Regions from separate parts of the Mus musculus genome. Here regions 2, 3, 4 and 5 are each linked to region 1. The links are chromatin contacts, called in public promoter capture Hi-C maps. All regions are on one chromosome and are shown on one strand. The core of a region is the stretch at or near the end of the contact, and the rest is flanking DNA. Distances in the headings are between cores, read along the strand shown.

Evidence for each region. Promoter capture Hi-C pulls out the DNA fragments that hold promoters and counts their contacts.
Region 2: a contact with region 1 is called in a promoter capture Hi-C map of the 3T3-L1 cell line, with 4 times the contacts expected there. The contact joins the promoter of Ezh1 here to the promoter of Csf3 in region 1. A contact is called at or near these places in 2 of 39 promoter capture datasets (the 3T3-L1 cell line and hippocampal neurons).
Region 3: a contact with region 1 is called in a promoter capture Hi-C map of hippocampal neurons, with 3 times the contacts expected there. The contact joins the promoter of Mlx here to the promoter of Csf3 in region 1. A contact is called at or near these places in 2 of 39 promoter capture datasets (hippocampal neurons and neutrophils).
Region 4: a contact with region 1 is called in a promoter capture Hi-C map of pre-B cells, with 3 times the contacts expected there. The contact joins the promoter of Stat3 here to the promoter of Csf3 in region 1.
Region 5: a contact with region 1 is called in a promoter capture Hi-C map of pre-B cells, with 4 times the contacts expected there. The contact joins the promoter of Hspb9 here to the promoter of Csf3 in region 1. A contact is called at or near these places in 3 of 39 promoter capture datasets (cranial neural crest, hippocampal neurons and pre-B cells).

What each region holds. Positions count from the first base shown.
Region 1 is chr11:98,700,024-98,702,596 of GRCm38.p6, forward strand. It overlaps Csf3 (colony stimulating factor 3 (granulocyte)), which reads left to right and starts at 1,290. Exons shown (of 5, transcript NM_009971.1): 1 at 1,290-1,396; 2 at 1,481-1,653; 3 at 2,003-2,110; 4 at 2,357-2,503. The coding sequence starts at 1,357. It overlaps Gm38985 (a long non-coding RNA gene), which reads right to left and starts at 1,487. Exons shown (of 3, transcript XR_001780319.2): 1 at 1,414-1,487; 2 at 390-1,075.
Region 2 is chr11:101,225,161-101,227,733 of GRCm38.p6, forward strand. Ezh1 (enhancer of zeste 1 polycomb repressive complex 2 subunit) reads right to left here and starts at 1,303. Exons shown (of 21, transcript NM_007970.3): 1 at 1,236-1,303.
Region 3 is chr11:101,086,009-101,088,581 of GRCm38.p6, forward strand. Mlx (MAX-like protein X) reads left to right here and starts at 1,282. Exons shown (of 8, transcript NM_001159385.1): 1 at 1,282-1,359; 2 at 1,746-1,782; 3 at 2,228-2,317. The coding sequence starts at 1,318. Coasy (Coenzyme A synthase) reads left to right here. Exons shown (of 10, transcript NM_001305982.1): 9 at 1-136; 10 at 240-611. The coding sequence ends at 302.
Region 4 is chr11:100,938,255-100,940,827 of GRCm38.p6, forward strand. It overlaps Stat3 (signal transducer and activator of transcription 3), which reads right to left and starts at 1,286. Exons shown (of 24, transcript NM_213659.3): 1 at 1,002-1,286. It overlaps Gm46295 (a long non-coding RNA gene), which reads left to right and starts at 84. Exons shown (of 2, transcript XR_001780333.2): 1 at 84-232; 2 at 819-1,988.
Region 5 is chr11:100,712,660-100,715,232 of GRCm38.p6, forward strand. Hspb9 (heat shock protein, alpha-crystallin-related, B9) reads left to right here and starts at 1,270. Exons shown (of 1, transcript NM_029307.2): 1 at 1,270-1,916. The coding sequence starts at 1,284. The coding sequence ends at 1,790. Rab5c (RAB5C, member RAS oncogene family) reads right to left here. Exons shown (of 6, transcript NM_024456.5): 6 at 2,344-2,573.

The DNA of each region.
Region 1 (2,573 bases), core at 40-2,539:
CTCAAGCAGAGGCTATGTAGTTAATGTCCATGACATCTGTGGCCACCAGAGGGCACCCTAGCCCCAGAGTTGGCCCCACCCCATCAGGTATGCCTCAACATCAAAAAATGTCTATATTCCTTGGCCCCACCTTGGTGGGGGTGAAATAGTTCAGAAAGTACCAGATCGAGATGCCATCAGTCAGACAAGGAATGCCGTCCTCCTTTTTAGGTAGTAATACCCTGTTGGGACTGAGAGCGACTGGGATGTCCCTCCATCCCTACTACCCATGATTGGGCAAGGCATTTCCCTTTCTGGCCCAGTTCACAGAGGTGAAATCACCAAGGTCTCTTTCAGAGCTAACACTGGGCAGAGTTCTAGGATGGGAGATGCAGCTCCTCCTTTCTCACCTCAGCATGCATCGACTCAAGCCAGCTCACACCACTGCTACATAATGAGCAGAGATCGTCGGGACACTCCATGACCCAGCCTCCGACGCCCTCCAGATGCCCCAGACTCCACGACATCGAGGTAATGTGCCAAGGGAAGCAGAAAGGCAAGGTCAGGTGAGCCAGGAGCCCCAGAGGGTCTTGATTCATTCAAGACAGACATCCGGTTTCCTCTGGCCTCTCTGCCAGGATCCAGGGGCTTAAAGAAATGAGTCATAATGGGGGGTATTGGGGAGTTCCCAGCTAATCAGCCTGGGACAGAACGGCCTGAATGCTGGACCAATTTATTTTTATCCAAATGTGGGGCAGGCGTAGACAGCAAGACCCTACCTAGGGTGCTGTGGAGGGCTCCCAGAAAAGCAGGAGGCAGCCACCAGGAAGCTTATGGGTCTGAAAAGAGGACAGGTTCTTTCTTCTCTCGGGATGTTTGTCCCAGGTATAGGTGACTTGAGAATCACAAATGAAGGGCAGAGGGGGCTCCCCAAGCACGTCTGCCAGAGGATGGAGAGACAGAAGCAGTCTTGATCTGAGCACCCATTCTTCCCCAGGGTCTGAGTTCCTTGCTATCCCCTCCAGGGTTTCACCAGCCTTGTTGGACAACTCGGATCCAGATCCAACACCCTGCAGCGATTCAGGCCTGGGTGTGGCTGGAAGAGAGGAAGAGAGTTTGAGGGGGGGACAAGACGTCAAGGAAGGAACAGAGATTCCCCGATTTCACAAAAACTTTCGCAAACAGCTTTTCCCCAACCCCCTGCATTGTCCTGAGCTATCATCAAATTTGCATAAATCCTGGGAAGTTATTACTAAGCCTGAGTTGCCCCAGCCCCAGGTAATTTCCTCCCGGGGCCTTGATGGCTTTATGTATAAAGGCCCCCTGGAGCTGGGCCCTGGCAGAGCCCAGAGCTGCAGCCCAGATCACCCAGAATCCATGGCTCAACTTTCTGCCCAGAGGCGCATGAAGCTAATGGGTGAGTGCCCTGGTTACCTGCCCTGGGTGTGGAATGGAGAGAGGCCGGATAACAAGTGCCTCAGACCCGTCTGTTTGCTCCTAGCCCTGCAGCTGCTGCTGTGGCAAAGTGCACTATGGTCAGGACGAGAGGCCGTTCCCCTGGTCACTGTCAGCGCTCTGCCACCATCCCTGCCTCTGCCCCGAAGCTTCCTGCTTAAGTCCCTGGAGCAAGTGAGGAAGATCCAGGCCAGCGGCTCGGTGCTGCTGGAGCAGTTGGTGAGTGGGGTTGCCATAGGTGTGGAGGGAAGGACTTGGGGGGGGTAGCGGGGGAGGCAGGAGCACAAATGAGAAGAGGGCAGACTAGGAACACACAGCAGTTGACAGTGTTTGCCCAGTGTGCACAAGAGCCTAGATGGCACCCTCAGAATACTGACAGAAACATTGAGGAAGGGAACATGGGGGGAGAAGGGCACAGGAAAGAGAATGAGTAGAGACAGCAGTGGGACCTCTGGATGGGACAGTCCTTAGGGTCACTAGGAAGGTAGGGAGCTGAGAAGCCAGGAGGACCTGAGCTGGACAAAGAGCCTGGCCCAGGTGAGCACCCTCAGTATCCTTCCATCTACAGTGTGCCACCTACAAGCTGTGTCACCCCGAGGAGCTGGTGTTGCTGGGCCACTCTCTGGGGATCCCGAAGGCTTCCCTGAGTGGCTGCTCTAGCCAGGCCCTGCAGCAGGTGAGTATTTTCGGAAAAAGGAGGACCAGGAGGAGAAGGGGGAGGAGGGGGAGGAGGAGAAAGAGGGAGAGGAGGGGGAGAAGGGGGAGGAGGAGGGGGAGGAGGAAGAAGAGGGGGAGGAGGGGGAGGAGAAGGAGGGGAAGAAGGAGGAGGAGGGGGAGAAGGAAGGACTACATCCTACTATTTGGGCTCCTGAAGAGAGCAAGCATCCCAAGATGTACTGCCTAACCCTGCTATCTTCCCCAGACACAGTGCCTAAGCCAGCTCCACAGTGGGCTCTGCCTCTACCAAGGTCTCCTGCAGGCTCTATCGGGTATTTCCCCTGCCCTGGCCCCCACCTTGGACTTGCTTCAGCTGGATGTTGCCAACTTTGCCACCACCATCTGGCAGCAGGTGAGTACCATCTGGAGGGGGTCATGGCAGCACACCTGGGCACCCTGGAAGCTCTCTATATTTTCAGAGG
Region 2 (2,573 bases), core at 53-2,552, 2.5 Mb after region 1:
CCTGTACATATCCAATTCTTTGTGATCCTTGGCTCTGTTTCCCAAGGCATAGGTTCCATACTTTGGCTAATCAGTTTACCCACACCTCCAACACTAACCTCCATCTAATCTATTTCCATTCTCTTCCTTGTGCCCCACCACCTACATCATCTCAGTGGTCACTTTGACCAAAGTAAGCTCGTCCCACATGGTGAAAAGCCTGCTCAGCGGTTAAGAACACTTGTTGCTCTTGCAAACAACAAGGACTGGCTCAGTTCCCTGCTCCCACATGGTGGTATGTAAGCATCCTTAACTCTAGTACCAAGGGATTCGATGTCCCTGGAACCATCCATACATAGAGTGCACACACATTAAAAACAAACAAACAAACAACAACAACAACAACAAAAACCCAAACAACTAAATCTTAACAATTCTCGCCAGGCGTGGTGGTGCACTCCTTTAATCCCAGCACTGGGAGTCAGAGGCAGGCGGATTTCTGAGTTCGAGGCCAGCCTGGTCTACAGAGTGAGTTCCAGGACAGTCAGGCTACACAGAGAAACCCTGTCTCGAAACACGCCCCCAAAAAAAATTCTCTTAAAGCTTTGTCTCACATCTACTTCCTGACAAGTTATGTCCCAAATATAGCACCTTCCCTTTTACTTCGGGATGCGTTCATTTACATATCGTTTCTGGGAATTCTGGGGACGGGAGAGACAGTCACAGTTTGAAGACAAATCCTCACTCAAACCCGGAACTAAAGTGAGGCGAGTTAGACCAGCGACAAGGTCCGGGAGCAAAATGTTGAGGAGGTGCCGCGCGACCCCGGGAATCTCGACCCTGACACTTGGGCGTCTTAAGAACCTCTCACACTTGGCGGGCATCTCGGCCTGGCCACCCCTTCCTCAACATCACTCAAAGCCTCTGCGAGCCCGAGCCACCCGGGCCTCTGGCCCTCCCGCTTACAAGAGTCAGGGTCCCCTGGCAGACGCCAAGGCCCACCCACGTTGGCACGGGCCACCAGCCGGGTCCGCCCCCGCCGCGCCCCCTCCGCCACGCGGCCCCCCGCAGCTCGCACGCGCTGTCGCCCCGGGTCCCACCACACTCGGGACGACAGGCTTCGCGCTACCCCGGGTCAGGCAATGGTGTGGCCCTCAGTTTCCTCATTTCTTCGCCTCCCCAGCCCTGAGGTTCAAGCGTCACGCCAAGCCCAGGCCCGGCCCCACCGCCCAGCCCCGTCTTGTTTACTCACTCACCCTCCATCCTGAGACGCAGCCACCCGCCACTAGGACGCCTGCGCGCTACGGCCACGCCCCTGCGCCGCGGCCACGCCCCGCGCCTCCCCTCCGTGCGCGTGCGCACTCTGAGGGTGGATCACCTGGGCTGCGGTCTTCGCAGGTGTGTGTTTTCGCTAAGGTGATGTAGCTCTAGTCCGACACTTTCCTAGGTGGCGCTGTCAGAGAAAAGTCATCCTGGAGCCACAGATCTCTTCTTGAAGACTTTATTCAGCAGCGCACCATTGCCAACCGTGTTTAGACAACTTACAAGTCAAATTTTGGAAGACAGCCTGCCTCTGCCTCCCAAGTGCTGGGATCAAAGGTGTGCGCCACCACGCCCGGCTTGAGAATATTGTTTTAATATTTATTTATTTATTTATTATATGTAAGTACACTGTAGCTGTCTTCAGACACCCCAGAAGAGGGCATCAGATATCATTACGGATGGTTGTGAGCCATCATGTGGTTGCTGGGATTTGAACTCACGACCTTCAGAAAAGCAGTCGGCGCTCTTAACCGCTGAGCCATCTCTCCAGCCCTCGAGAATATTTTTTAAACCTCTCCACAAGATACTTAATATTACAAAAAGGGAATAGTAACTATAGAGGCAAGAAATATCCATCATCAGAAACGAACAGGTTCTTTTTTTCAAAATATTTTATTATTTATTTATTTGCGTATGTGTGTTTTAATACATGCTATGGTGGTTTTTGGTTTTGGTTTTTTGTTTTTTTGGGGGGGGTGGTTTTTCGTTTTCGTTTTGTTTTTGTTTTTTTCGAGACAGGGTTTCTCTGTGTAGCACTGGCTGTCCTGGAACTCATTTTGTAGACCAGGCTGGCCTCAAACTCGGAAATCTGCCTGCCTCTGCCTCCCAAGTGCTGGGATTAAAGGCATGCACCACCACTCCCCGGACTTTTAGTTATTTTTTAACGATGCATTTGTTTGTTTTAGTGTGTGTGTGTGTGTGTGTGTGTGTGTGTGTGTGTGTGCCTGGGTGTATGTATCTGTACCATGTGTTTGTGGGCATACTTGGAGGCCAAAAGAGGCCATCAGATCCCCTGGGACTGGAGTTGCTAACCGTAGTGAGGTACCATGTAGGTGCTGAAGATCAAATCTTGGTCCTTTTTAAAGTCGCCTTTGTTCTTATCCACTGTACCATCTCTCCAGCCTCCACTATTCTTTTCCTTTTATCAAAAACTTTGGAGGTAGGTATAGTGGTGGCACACATCTTTAATCCCAGCACTTTGGAGGCAGAGGCAGAGGCAGGTGTCTGCAGAAAAGGGACTGAGGTGCATATTTTACATATCAAAGTGGACC
Region 3 (2,573 bases), core at 32-2,531, 2.4 Mb after region 1:
CATTGTTGAGAGGGATGGACTAAGTGAGGCAGCCGCTCAGAGCCGGCTGCAGAGCCAGATGAGCGGCCAGCAGCTGGTAGAGCAGAGCAACGTGGTTCTGAGCACCTTGTGGGAGTCACATGTCACACAGAGCCAGGTTGGTGCAAAGGGAAAGACTAGGTTAGGTTGTGGGGAGGGAAGGTTCAATGGTTAGCTTTTCTGACCTTGCCTTTTCTTGTATCATTCTGGCCTGGCCAAAGGTGGAAAAGGCGTGGAATCTTCTACAGAAGCGCCTCCCTAAGGCTTACCAGACCAGGAACTGACAGTGGATTTTCTATGGCGCCAAACTGGCCCTTGAAACTAACAAATCTAATGGTGAGGAGAAATGGGGGCCTTGATGTTTACCCTCTATCTGGCCTCAGGGGCTTTAAGCTAAGCTGTGCAGGACACAGAGAAGCTTGGAAGTCCGCCTAGCATGCTGGAATTTGTCCAGCAATGAGGACACAGCTAATGGGGAGCGATCCGCTCTGAGGTTCTGTCCGCTTTTTGGTGGTGGATGTGATGTCTACCTAGTGTTGATGGGTTTGGTGAAGTCTGGACCCAGTAACTGAATTAAAGATGTTTCCAAGTGCTGCTTGTGTGGTTTTCTGTTTCCTCTCCAGTGACTCTAGATACCTTTGGAACGTTAGACTCCAAATTCAGGGGCAAGGTCTGAGCTGGAAGTCAAGGAGTGCTGTAAAGTGTAACCTATCAGTGACTAGTTATGTGCTTTTGAGTATGTTATAGACTTTACTGTAAGCTTAACTTAAAAGGCATTTTTATAAGACTTAGCGTCCTGCACCTGCTGAGTGTTGGGAGACCGATGCTGGAGGTGGCTTTGTGCCCCCTTAGATCAGATCATGTGATGTAGGAGAAATTCTTGACCCAGCAGCAATTGCCAGGCGGACCAGCTGTGCGCGTGCGTACAAGGTGTCACACTGTTCAGACAGATGCTAGTACTCTCACTCGGGTTCTACCACTAAACTAATTACACTTCTAGCCCCTCTGACAATCTTTTTGGAGGTGCTCCATTGCACAGAAAATCGCCACCATTGAAGATTCTCATTCGGAGGCCAGTGGGGACCCTTAGGGGCTGACATTGCCTACATTAAAGCGAATTGGCCAGATTTAGCCTCCTCCAACATTCAGTTAAAAACTGGAGCGGCGCAAGCGCAGCGCTATCACACCGCTCACGACTACAATTGCGGATTGGTGGGTTGGATCACGTGACTGAGCCTCGCCTCTTCCTGGAGGTTGGGGGCCAGTCCGCTGGCTTGTTTCCGGTTCGGTAGGTTCACGATGACGGAGCCGGGCGCCTCTCCGGAGGACCCTTGGGTCAAGGCAAGCTTCGCGGACGCGCACGCCGGCGAGGGGAGGGCGGGTCGGGCTCGTGCACGTAGGGGGTCCGGAAGACGCGGGGCTCCCCAACTATCCCCAGAGTCTCCCCTGCTGTCCGGGGCCCGGGGCTGCAGAGAAGACAGCTCTCACCCGGCCTGTGCCAAGGTGGGGAGACAAACGGGCGTGTGTGCGGGAACGAGGGGGTCATAGCTGGGAGATGGGGCGGGGACGGTAGGAGCATACAGAGGGGGCGACGCCCCCCTAGGCCCAGCCAAGGCTTGGCTTAACCATTCAGTGGTCCCTGCACCTGTGGTATGAGCTTTCGCGGATTGCGCGTGCCTTCCTAGAGGCAGAGGTTTGACAGGCTTCTCCCTTGCTTGGTGCTGCAGGTCGAGTATGCCTACAGTGACAACAGCCTGGATCCTGGTGAGTGCCTTCTCCATTGTCTGCGGGTCAGGAATGACTCCTGGTTCGGCTCTGTAGATTCTTATGGTCTTGCCAGCCACACCTGAGCACAGTCCACTGTCACTGCGCCAAGGACTTGGCTTGAGAAGTGAGGGTGGAGCTGGAGAATAGGCAGGAAGCAACCATGGTCACACCTGGTTCCTCTGCATTAGAATGGGAAATGATGGAAACAGTGACAGCTGGTCATAGTCACTGCATCCAGATGCTCCTGTGTGAGCCAGAAATAAGTCCTCTGGGCAGTGTAGACCCTGGGACAGGAGCATTTCAGCATGAAATGGAAGGCCTGTGGTGACTGGCTTTGGAGTTGATGGCGAGAGGTCAGCATTTGAAGCCATTGTGCCCATAGGTGACTGAAGGCATGGCAGTGTTCCCCAATCCTTAGTGACTTGAGGCCTCTTTTTTCCAGGGCTTTTTGTAGAAAGCACCCACAAGGGGAGTGTAGTGTCCAGAGCTAATAGCATCGGCTCCACCAGTGCCTCTTCTGTCCCCAACACAGGTAGGCAGCAACATAGCCCGTCGCACACCTGGGGAGACTTAGCTCTTCCATCATTTTAGTATCTTTCCTAGATAGGGAGCTCCGCTCTCCATATGGGGGTGGCAGGAACAGTGCCAAGCCCGAGGCTCACTGTCTTTCACCTCATCAGAGATTAACTAGGTTCTTTCTATTCAACATCTCTGGGCACCAGGTCCTTCCAACTGGGGAAGGGTGGGCGAATTGGATTTAGTGTACTGTAAAGTGATCTCTCCTTCCT
Region 4 (2,573 bases), core at 36-2,535, 2.2 Mb after region 1:
AGGTAAAGTTTACACACAGAACTCAGCCAAGGCCAGCCTGTCTTTGTTTCCCTAGCTTCTGCTTTTACACAAGAGCTTGGCTATGAGACAGAAAACTCCCACTCTTGATTGGCTCACCCTGGCCTGTGCAATTAAGCAACACCACGATCCAGTAAATGCAATGGCTCAATTATTTATCGTCTCGTCGAGTTTACCAGGTGTTTATGAGAGAACAATGTCAAAGAGGAAAGAGGTTTGTTGCTCTTTAGAGCTGGTTTGGCCAGGGATTTATTTTGAATTGGGAAAAAAAAAAGTGTTCTTAACAAGGTGGGGGAAATCATAGCTTAACACAGAAAGAGATGGGAGAGAATTTAGAAAGGATACAAGTTTGTCAATTTTCTATAGGAAATCTGATTCTTAAGAAAAAAATCTAGCCAGTCCCAGAGGCTGGGGGGGGGGGGGGAGGGGGAGGGGGAGGGGCGGAGAGGCAGGAGGAGAGACACAACAGTTCCCACCTCCTAAGTGGGTACAGCTGACTACAGAAGGAACGGGAGCAAGGCAAAGAAAGTGGCTAGGCAAGGAACGGCCAGGCCCAGCACAGGGGCAGGAAGGAGGCTCCTTCTAACGCCTCCACCCCAATGATCTCCACCTGAGTGGCAGTGGCTCTGGTGGCCCGAACGTCCCTAGCCTCCGGGAGCAGTCACAGGAGGGCCGCTTCTGTCAGTTCTGTTACCCTCAGCCTAGAATGTCCTCCCCCCCACGGTCCTACACCCCCCAGAACTCCCCACTCTCTCTCCGCATCTCCCCCTCGAAACTTACAGCGTCCCTTCCTTTCCCAGGCTGGTTCCTGTCATCCGGACGTCAGTGCCGCCGGGACGACCCTGTGTGTCTCCTCCTATCCTCCTGCCCCATGTAAGTGTCCATTCACAGCTCTAAGCACCCCCACAGCTGACGAACCGTGGGGTCCCCCATGCCGTCCCCCGTGCCGTCGGGGAGGTGGCCCCACCCTGCACCCCCTTCACCTGTCTCCGGGGCTGAGGCCCGACTGGCCGGCCTGCGCTGACTCCAGGCGCGAGCTGCTGGGCTCCCGAGGGCCGCCTGGCCTCTCCTAGCCGACGCGGTCAGGCGACACCGAGCGGGGTTGTACCTCAGCGATCCGGTTAGGGCTCGTTCCCTCCGCCGCGACGTCGGAACCCCAGGTTCCCCCTCCCTGTCTACACTGCAGCTCCGGAAACCGCTGAATTACAGCCCCTCCAGCCAATCCCCACCCAGCCGCCACTGGCCAAGACACGCCTCCATGCATAATTAAGGAATGGCCAGCTGGCTAGGCCACCCTGAGGCCTCCGGGCGAGCGCTGTACTTCCTAAGCCCCGCCCACTAACCAATGAAAAACGCCTCTAGGAGAGAAGGCGGGGTCGAGAGCTCTGGGCACACCTCCCTGAGTTGGCTGTTCTGAGAGCTTTGTGCTCCTCCCTCCGCGACCAAGGGACGCGCAGAGGCCTAGCTTACAAAAAAGCCCGGGGGGAGGGAGGAGACATTAGCGGAATGTCCTGCTGAAAACTCAGCTGAGTTCCTGGCAGTGCGTGACGTCAAGACACTTTAAATGCCCTGATACGGCTCGCTTCTGCCCGCTCTCCCTTTTCCCGGCCCTTGGCACCACGTGGGGGCGAGTTTGTGAGCTCCTTACCACGTGGGAATCAGCCACTTAGGCGGTCCCCAGGTGTCACCCCACTTAAGCATTTGGGTTTGTGGAGACATCAAAAAAGAACATGGGCAACTCCTGGCTGCTCTGAACTTCAGTTCTGCGTGATTATGGGCATACACCCGGAAATATGACGTGGAAATAGAGTAATTACTAGATTGCGTGGGGGAGAATAGTGGCTATAACCCGGTTCTCTGTTCCACCATTTCAAACCTGAATCTCAACAGCAAGGCTGATTGGTCAGCTCACAGAAATGCAGAGAGCCTATGCATGACAGCTGACACGAATACACAGTACTTGCCATTTCCACGTGTGTCTGAGTTCTTTTTTTTTTAAACTGTTATACTGGGTCTTGAAATTCTGAAAGATAGTTTTGACCAACTTGTTTCCATTAAAAGGTACTTATTTTAGGAGCTAGAGGGATGCCTAAGTTAAGGGGACTGCCAGGCTGATCCTGGTAAAAATTCAAGTTCAAGTTCCAGCATCCCACAAGATGGCTCTTAGCCATTTGTAACTCCACTCTGGGGTCTGGGGGGGGGGGGGGGATCTGAAGCCCTCCTCAGGCCTCTGCCCGCAGCAAAGACACACACCTTGTGCAGAAAAACGTGCAGACAAAATTAAATCACTTTTAATTAGGCACTTAATTTTAAGAACTGAAGCTAACACACACAGAGAGAAAGCCCATAAAATATTCTGATGATTTTAGGATTCATTGTTAACATTAACTAGTCTTTCACCATTAAACTTAAATGTCCAATTGAGACAAACCAGTTCTTCCACACTTTCCCACTACTGCTTAACTAGAGTGGCAGGAGTTAGGAGTAACATCCATTTAGTCTTTTGGGGGGGGTCTTGACGCTCTTGAAATTATCTGACCTATTTCACGTCTTGT
Region 5 (2,573 bases), core at 20-2,519, 2.0 Mb after region 1:
CTATCCTCTTGGGAACAAGAGGCACCCCAGAACACTGGCCGTCTGGAGGATTTGTGGATGCTGCCCTTTTAAAGTCCATAGGTGGAAGAACAGGCCTGGGCCTGAGGTTGGCTCCCACATTGCAAAAGCCTGCCCTATTGTGGCTGCCGGCTAAGGCTTGCAGCTACAATAGAGATAAAATGTAACATTAATTCTACTATTTGTACTGTGGTGTTCACACTTATGAATTAACTTTGACAATCAGTTTTTGGGTTTTGTTTTGTTTTGTTTTATTTTGTTTTTTGAGACAGGGTTTCTCTGTGAAGCCCTGGCTGTCCTGGAACTCATTCTGTAGACCAGGCTGACCTCGAACTCAGAAATCCGCCTGGCTCTGCTTCCCAAGTGCTGGGATTAAAGGCATGCGCCATCACTGCCCAGTGACAATCAGCTTTTTCTATACTTGGGTTGCTGTTAAACAGAAACGGTTTTATTTTCAAAAGAACAAAGAGACATAGTTGTGGGCCATGCTGCTGTTGAATGTGTGTGTTCATGCACGGGCATTCGTGTGTGTGTGTGTGTGTGTGTGTTGGGAGTGGGCAGGAAAGGGGGGGGGGAGTGTGTTTGTGTGTGCTGAGAACTAAAGAACCAGAGAGACCAACACTGAAGATGCGGAGGGTAGGGGGTGGTCCCCTCTTCTGGCTCGCCTAGGCAGCTTTGAAGATGGAGAGGATTCCTGACCTCATACCCTTCCATCCTACCTCCATCTTTTTCCCTGCCCACTCCTTAATGGGGGGGTGGGGGTGGAGGAAAGCCAGAGAAATAGACAGTTTCTTCCCATTGTAGAGGTAGACTGTGAAAGGTCAGGGATAGTTCTTCCTGGAAGATCAGAAAGGCCCCCTCTTTTGGCTCAGTCCAGAGAACAATTTTCCTTGCCCCAGGCCCGATTCTTAAAAGGGCAGGGTAGGGCAGGGCCGGCAGGGCAGGGCAGGGCAGAGCAAGCCAGACCTTTTCAACCCCGTTGCTCAATCCCATCAGCTCCCAGGATGGAGCTGTAACCCCGCACATTCAGGTGATCCAGTTCCTTCATAGCCTCCTTCCTGCCCTCTGATGTGAGAGAAGGGCCCAGGGAGAAGCAGAAGCCGGTTCTGGACAAAAGCTGCAGCGCTTGCAAGGAAGATAAGACAGCGACTTGAGTGTTTTTGCCCTTCTGGATGGGAAGAGTGGGCGGGCCCTTCCTCTTCGCACCCGCCCCGGATGGGGGGTTGGGGAGCCCTCGCGCCCTCAGGCAGCAGTTGCACTCTCGGATGCAGCGGGTAGGAAGCAGTTTCTCCACCGGGCAGCGCGAACCCGGGGAAAACCGGGTAGCTTCCCGATGTCCCAGCGTGGCCCTTGCTGAACGGAATCAAGTGGCCACTCTACCAGTGAGGCTGCTCAGGGATGAGGTGCAGGGCAATGGCTGTGAGCAACCAAGTTTCCAAATAAAGGTGGATGCCCAAGGTTTCGCTCCGGAGGACTTGGTGGTGCGGATAGACGGCCAGAATCTGACGGTGACCGGCCAGCGGCAACACGAGTCGAATGACCCGAGCAGGGGCCGCTACCGCATGGAGCAGAGTGTTCACCGACAAATGCAGCTCCCGCCGACCTTAGATCCTGCAGCCATGACCTGCAGCCTGACCCCCTCTGGCCATCTGTGGCTCAGGGGACAAAACAAGTGCCTACCTCCCCCTGAAGCTCAAACAGGCCAGTCCCAGAAACCCAGGAGGGGAGGGCCTAAGAGCTCCTTACAAAACGAAAGTGTGAAGAATCCTTAGAGTCTCTTAGCGTTCTTCCTGCGGGAGAAGAGTTGAAGCCCAAACAGACTCGGCCCTGAGACTCAGGAGGGGAGGCCCTAGGCACTACAACCTACCCTAATGTATTAAACCGAGGTGTGCAGCAGCCTTAAGTCCTCCTGCTTTTTTCCTGAGGGTGAAGGGTTGGAGCTGTAGGGAGTAGGGTGACCAGGGGAGGGAACTCAAGGTGGTAGTAAGTACATCAATAATCAAGTTTCTGGCCCTGAGATAAACTAGGGGTGTGTATGGATTTAGCCAATAGCAATAGCTCCAGCAGGGAGCAGCAGAGAGCTGGGACAGCCTAGCTGTTGCCATTCAGAATCAGCTGATGGTCTGAACCAGGATGGACAGTGTTGAACCTGGCATGGAGGTGTCACGAAGGACAGTGGTAGTGATGGGCTGTAGCACCGGCCTTACGACCAGTACTCGGTGTTCCTCGTCAGGGAGAGGAGATATTTAAAAAAAAAAAAAAGGTCTGAGTCCTAATTAGGTCCTATCAAAAAACCCTCACAGGTCACTTCAGACACCAACAATCTTCAAATACAGGTTGCATATCCTTTAATGTAAGCTGGGGGGAGACAGATGTCAGCCCCAGGTCAGTCCTATCCTCTTCCACCATCAGAACTACCAACAGCAGGGCTTCTTTCTTTTGGTTACCATGACCACCAGCATCCTCTCACACACAGGGAGTAGAGCCATTTAATGAGATTGGATGATTCATTTAAATTAACTTCAGGAAAAACAGAGAGGCTACGTATGGCCTGA